2 separate regions of the Bombyx mori genome follow, and region 2 is linked to region 1. Evidence: chromatin contacts called from public Hi-C data. All regions are on one chromosome and are shown on one strand. Each heading gives the region's core, a stretch centred on a gene start, on an enhancer-like site or on the middle of the called end of the contact. The rest is flanking DNA. Distances are from core to core; before and after follow the strand shown. Region 1 overlaps LOC101743013 (ankyrin repeat and sterile alpha motif domain-containing protein 1B). Region 2 has its middle 16 kb from the start of LOC101743013.

Region 1 (2,827 bases), core at 328-2,827:
TTCAATTCAATTAACATTATTAAAGTAAAATATTGTGCAAAAGTTGTGTGTGTTTATTAATTAACAGTGACAACTCAGTATATATACTGTTATAAAGATCGCTAACAAGTCCGGTCACCGTCCTTGTCGAACCCGTCGCTTGCGACGAAGGGCTCGACGAGCGAATTGACCCACAGACACAGCCCACTGAGTTTCTCGCCAGATCTTCTCAGTGGGTCGCGTTTTCGATCCGGTGGTAGATTCTGCGAAGCACTGCTCTTGGTAGGGTCAGTGTTAGCAACTCTCCGGTTTGAGCCCCGTGAGCTCACCTACAAAGGTTAGGGTGAAGCTGAAATAGCCTCTCAAGGCTATCAGCATAGGTAGGATAAAAAAAAAAGCTAACAAGAAAATGCTTAGTAAAAAGTTCAAAAGAAACTGTTGTATCATCTCCAATGCATATCACTGATCTGTTGACACATTGTTTCTTTTCAAATGTGTTGCGACATAATCTAAACCGTTTTAATTGCGTTTAATTATGAGAATCTTTCTCACACTCATCAGTATGTCGCGTCTTAATCACAGAGTAGCAAGAGAGAGCAATAAACTTTACATTTAAGAATGAATACGTTCTCCAAGGCATAAACTTTAATTTGACTGCATTATTTGTTAGGTGTGTGTTAACTCAGAACACTTTTCCAGGTGAACCGTTTTTTGATTATACTTTTTACAATAAATATGCAAGGGTTTCTCATGTAGTCTTACCTTACCATCTTACCAGTAGTTTTTGAATTATTATAGTATGTATATTATTAATAATGTATTTTTAAATGACTTCGACCAAATTGATGATATTCCCATTTTAATGGATTTTTTTTTGTTTTAGACCTTTTTTTGTATTTATCTATATATATAAAAATGAATTGCTGTTCGTTAGTCTCACTAAAACTCGAGAATGGCTGGGCCGATTTGGCTAATTTTGGTCTTGAATTATTTGTCGAAGTCCAGAGAAGGTTTAAAAGGTAGATAAACATGAATATGCTCGGAATTAAATAAAAATAACGATTTCGTTTTTCCTTAGATGTGTGGATTGCTTTTGTTTGTTTTAAGTTTATTTTATACAAAAGTTTAGGTCTTTTATTTATTGATTGTGACACTACGAAGTCTGCCGGGTCAGCTAGTAATTTTATATTTTTATAATATCCTGCTAACCTGTCGTGACGAATTACATACAAGAGAATGATCGGTTATAGATTATAGCCTTTCTTAAGCTTACCCTATTAAGAGGAAAACGTGCAATATCGCTGATGCATGCGTCGACGCTACAGCGGACTATGATCAATGACGTGTGCGTCGTGCGGAGCACATACCGTAGTATTTGTAAAATTTGTAAATTTTTATGGACTTAATTATTATATCTAGAAGGTAGTGCCGTACTCAATATCTAGAACGTAGTGACGTACTCAAATAATACGAATGACTTACCGATACTTTACTGTAGTCGTGATGATGAGCTAGATGCAAGGGCGCACAGCTAGATGCTGCACTGGACACGCTCAGCGCATCGCCCTCGCTGGTACCCTCCGTTTCGTCCCACCGGCGGCGCCCCGACCCGCTGCGAACAGCCCCGACCGAACCCCGCTCAAGCGAAGCCGAACAAAGCGACACATCCCCGTCGGTCCTCGGAATACCGCTATCTTGCCTCTCGTCTTCCCAACTCGACGACAAACTCTCCCCACCACTCGACCCAACACTAATACCGCTTTCCATTTTAGATTCGAACAAATTCATCTCCTCAAATTGATCCTCCTCGATAACGTCGGATCTGGTGCTGCCACCGAACCTGAACGAATTACTGTGAACCCACGGTCTTTTTGTGGTACTGACGTCAGATTTCACGGTGTCAGCATCAGAGCTTTCGTCATCATCGGAGTGCAAGGTCCCGTCGGAGTCATCAGATGACTCTTCGCGGCACGTTTTGAAGGACGCGTCCGATCTCACGGTAGCGTCTGAATTACAAGTTCGGAGTGACCAGTTACCAGAGTATTCCGAGGAGGTCGATTTACGCACAGGCAAATGCACAGAATTGTAAGCACAAGACGGACTGTCAGATGTCAATGTTGAATTTTGCGATATAACTTCAGAGATATCTTTCAAAGAATACGGTCTATCTGAAGTCGACGACAACGTCGATGCCTGAGATGACGCATTCGATTTACTACTAGATGTTTGTTCTAATTTTTTTTGGGCACTATTACCGTCCACTTCGACAACAGCGTACGGTTCTTCGAGGTTCCGCGGCACGGATTTGTTTTTCGGTAAGTTACTTAAACCAGCTGTCGAATAAGGAGAATCATCTAAAGTAATATCAGGAGTTGATATACTTTTCTTCATAACAGAAAATTTCACAATGAAATCCGTGGGCGACTCACGATGTTTACAATGAAGGGTGCAGGCACCGGAATCACAAAAGCATTGAAACGACGAAGATGATATTTCGCTTTTTTTCACTAGACCTTCGAAATCTATCAAAGTTATTTTATCTTCTTTTTCTTGGAATGATAGATCTAAAAGATTTTCGGCGCTGCTGTATGTTTTTAACGGTTTGGGCTTACAAAAACAAATCGCCGTCTCATAGTAACTGTCTCTTTTGTTTTTTGTCAAAGACTCTGCTTTGCTATTAAGGGTTTCTCTATTAAATATGTAAAGGAATTCTTCAACAGTTGGGGCTTTAAATAAACAATGACCAGTGCCACGAATGTGGTAGTGAGCTAAAGTTTCTTTCAAAAACTCCTTATTCCATTGTGGTAAATCTTTGATTTTTGTGGAATTCCTATCTACCTCAATATTT
Region 2 (2,700 bases), core at 51-2,550, 58 kb after region 1:
TAATTTAAAAATTCGTCATCAAAATCATCATAATCAATACAGTCGTTAAATCGAACTATACAACTATTCGAAATCACAGTATTACAAATATATCGACGCTTGAAAGGCAAACGTGACTAAGCGACAATAACTGCTTTGTACATAAATGATGGCAATAACCATATTCGATGCGCAAAAATAATTAATTTCTAGGTCTATTAAAATCATTTCAATCCTACAGCTACTAGCTAGATTCTACTCCAGCTAGATTCGTTAATTTTTTTTTTCTTCATGTATTTCAACTTTAAATTAGTCTACTGTAAAGTTCACGCATTGTCGCTTAGTCACGTTTGCCTTTCAAGCGTCGATATGTATTATAAATGCCAATCATTAAATTATTTAAAATAAATAACGTAATTCGTTTTAGAGGTGCTGCGATGTATATTTAATATGAACACGATACAACATTTATTAGTTTATTATACACAAAGTAGTCGCGTCACAAACACGATTGTTCTGTGTGACAATTTGTTTGACGACGCCAACGCTGGGGTCCGAAAACAAATGGTTATAACGAAGCTTATTTTTCGTCGCGGCATTAAAATCTCCCACCCCTGCGACGTACATCAAAGAAATAAAAGGGTTGTGCACGTATAGGGCGCGTAATACTCAATTATAACAAACGTTGGCACAAACGATTTTACATTTACACTTTCGTCGGTGAACAGCGACGGCGCGCTACTTCATCTACTCGACGATAGATGTCGCTTACCCTAATATTTACACTCATCGAGCACAATGACTCGTGCAGCCGTCACACAAATTATCATATATGAAAATAAATAAATGTCAGTGTGTTTATTGCACTGCACATTCCGCTGTGAGGGTCACGACGCTTACACACTAATTTTGAACATCATCAGTTGCATCCCTTAAGCGCCCTGTAAACGATCAAATTTGTTTGTCAAACTTTACATTTTTCATCAAACAATAGCTTAAAATATCAAATAAGTTTGTTAACTTGCCCATAGATTCGGTTTTCTCGATAACGAGACGTCGTGTCGAGTAACGACAGATCTTGTTTGACAAACACCCCCAACTTTTTGACAAACGCATCAAACAAAGCTACATACTGTCAAATAATTTGACAAACAATTTGATCGTTTACAGGGCGCTTTATAATTAATTTTAATCACTGTACACGACAATCTATAAATATTTGCACCATAGAAACGAAAACGGAAACTGGTAGTAGACACGTACAGCGTTGCACTTACGACACTGAATTGTTTTGGTCTCCCGCCGCCGCGTCGGGCACGGCCGCCATGCTCAGGGCGAGGCGCGCGTCGGCGTAGTTGTGCGCCACGTCGCTAGATGGCGACTCTGACAGGGAGTTCGGGTTCTCAGGCATCGCTAGGAGCCGATGCGGGAACCCGAAAAGCTGAGATCACTGGAGCCGGCCCCAGTAGTTGGACGCGAGGTCGGGCCCCTGCGACGGTATCTGCACGGGTACGCTCACGCCCGCCGATATCACACCTGTCCAACAAAATATTGCTATAAATATTTTTTTCCTACATATTCTAGTAACCTCAAGGGGTTATTCTAGATTCACCGAACTAGTAGGTGAGCTCATGGGGCTCAAACCGCGAGGGTTGCTAACACTGACCCTAGCAAGAGCAGTGCTTTGCAGAATCTACCACCGGATCGGAAACGCCATCCACTGAAAAGATCCGGCGAGAAACTCAGTGGGCTGTGTCTATGGGTTAGTTTACTCGTCGAGTTTTTCGTCCCAAGCGACGGGTTCGGCGAGGACGGTGATCGGTGCTTGAGGTACCTAAAAGCACCGTTAATGGATCGGAAGGATCTGTAATGACGTGCTTAGGGCGACGTCGACTGTTTACCATTCGGTCCACCGGTCGAGTATGAATGCTATATAAACAATCTGGGCATGTCATTTACGACGGGCAGGGCTGTCCCACTAACATTTTTGTGCTTGTAGACTGTACATAATAAACAAACTGAAATGTGAATCGGTAAATTTATGATAAACACATTTACTAACAGAGCCTATCCCTTTGTTTCGCTGATTGTCTTGCATTATAAGGCATGTTACAATTATACAGATTAAAAAAGTTCATTTACCATCAAGGACGTTAACGACAATCTTTTTTTTTAATTCATATATATCCATAAACAATAACAGAATAAATGCAATTAATTCAAATAAAAAGTTTGTATAACGAATTCATGGCTAACTCAATATTATGTTGATTCAAATTAACCCGTAAATCGCACGAGCGTCTATCCATACGTACATACATCGTAATGTCTTCAATCCCGTGTAATTGCTAGTCAATCATGTATATAGGACGATCACAGAAGCACATGTTAACCCTGTCTAATGCGGAACCCATTAACGTCGACCCGATGTGTCTTATAGGACCCTGATTGCTTTCCGTTTACCATACAATCGAGTTATCCAACGCGTGTACTTGAAATACACTAAACTACAGTCATGCAGAATACGTACACGAGTGACGAGTGCTTAGTTTCGACAAAAGAGTCATCAAAACGAGGTATTTAAACTAGTTGTTAGCCTAGAATTAGCATTGGAAAGAATTCAATCGCCTTATCGCCCCTTTTTTCCCCTACCTATGCTGATAGCCTTGAGAGGCTATTTCAGCTTCGCCCTAACATGTAGGTGAGCTGACGGGGCTCAAA

The links. A called contact is a pair of places that touch in the nucleus more often than the background predicts.
Region 2: a Hi-C map of midgut shows a contact between it and region 1, with 1.8 times the contacts expected there. The contact joins two enhancer-like sites. A contact is called at or near these places in 2 of 7 Hi-C or Micro-C datasets (midgut and whole pupa).

What each region holds. Positions count from the first base shown.
Region 1 is chr14:4,104,689-4,107,515 of ASM3026992v2, forward strand. It overlaps LOC101743013 (ankyrin repeat and sterile alpha motif domain-containing protein 1B), which reads right to left. Exons shown (of 17, transcript XM_062672016.1): 8 at 1,462-1,591. Among protein-coding and RNA genes, the nearest start is that of TRNAS-AGA, 17 kb to the right of the region's middle. Within about 2 kb of position 1,578, at least 5 of the 8 cell types and tissues checked have open chromatin away from gene starts, as enhancers often do.
Region 2 is chr14:4,163,026-4,165,725 of ASM3026992v2, forward strand. No RefSeq gene overlaps it. Among protein-coding and RNA genes, the nearest start is that of LOC101743013, 16 kb to the left of the region's middle. Within about 2 kb of position 1,301, at least 7 of the 8 cell types and tissues checked have open chromatin away from gene starts, as enhancers often do.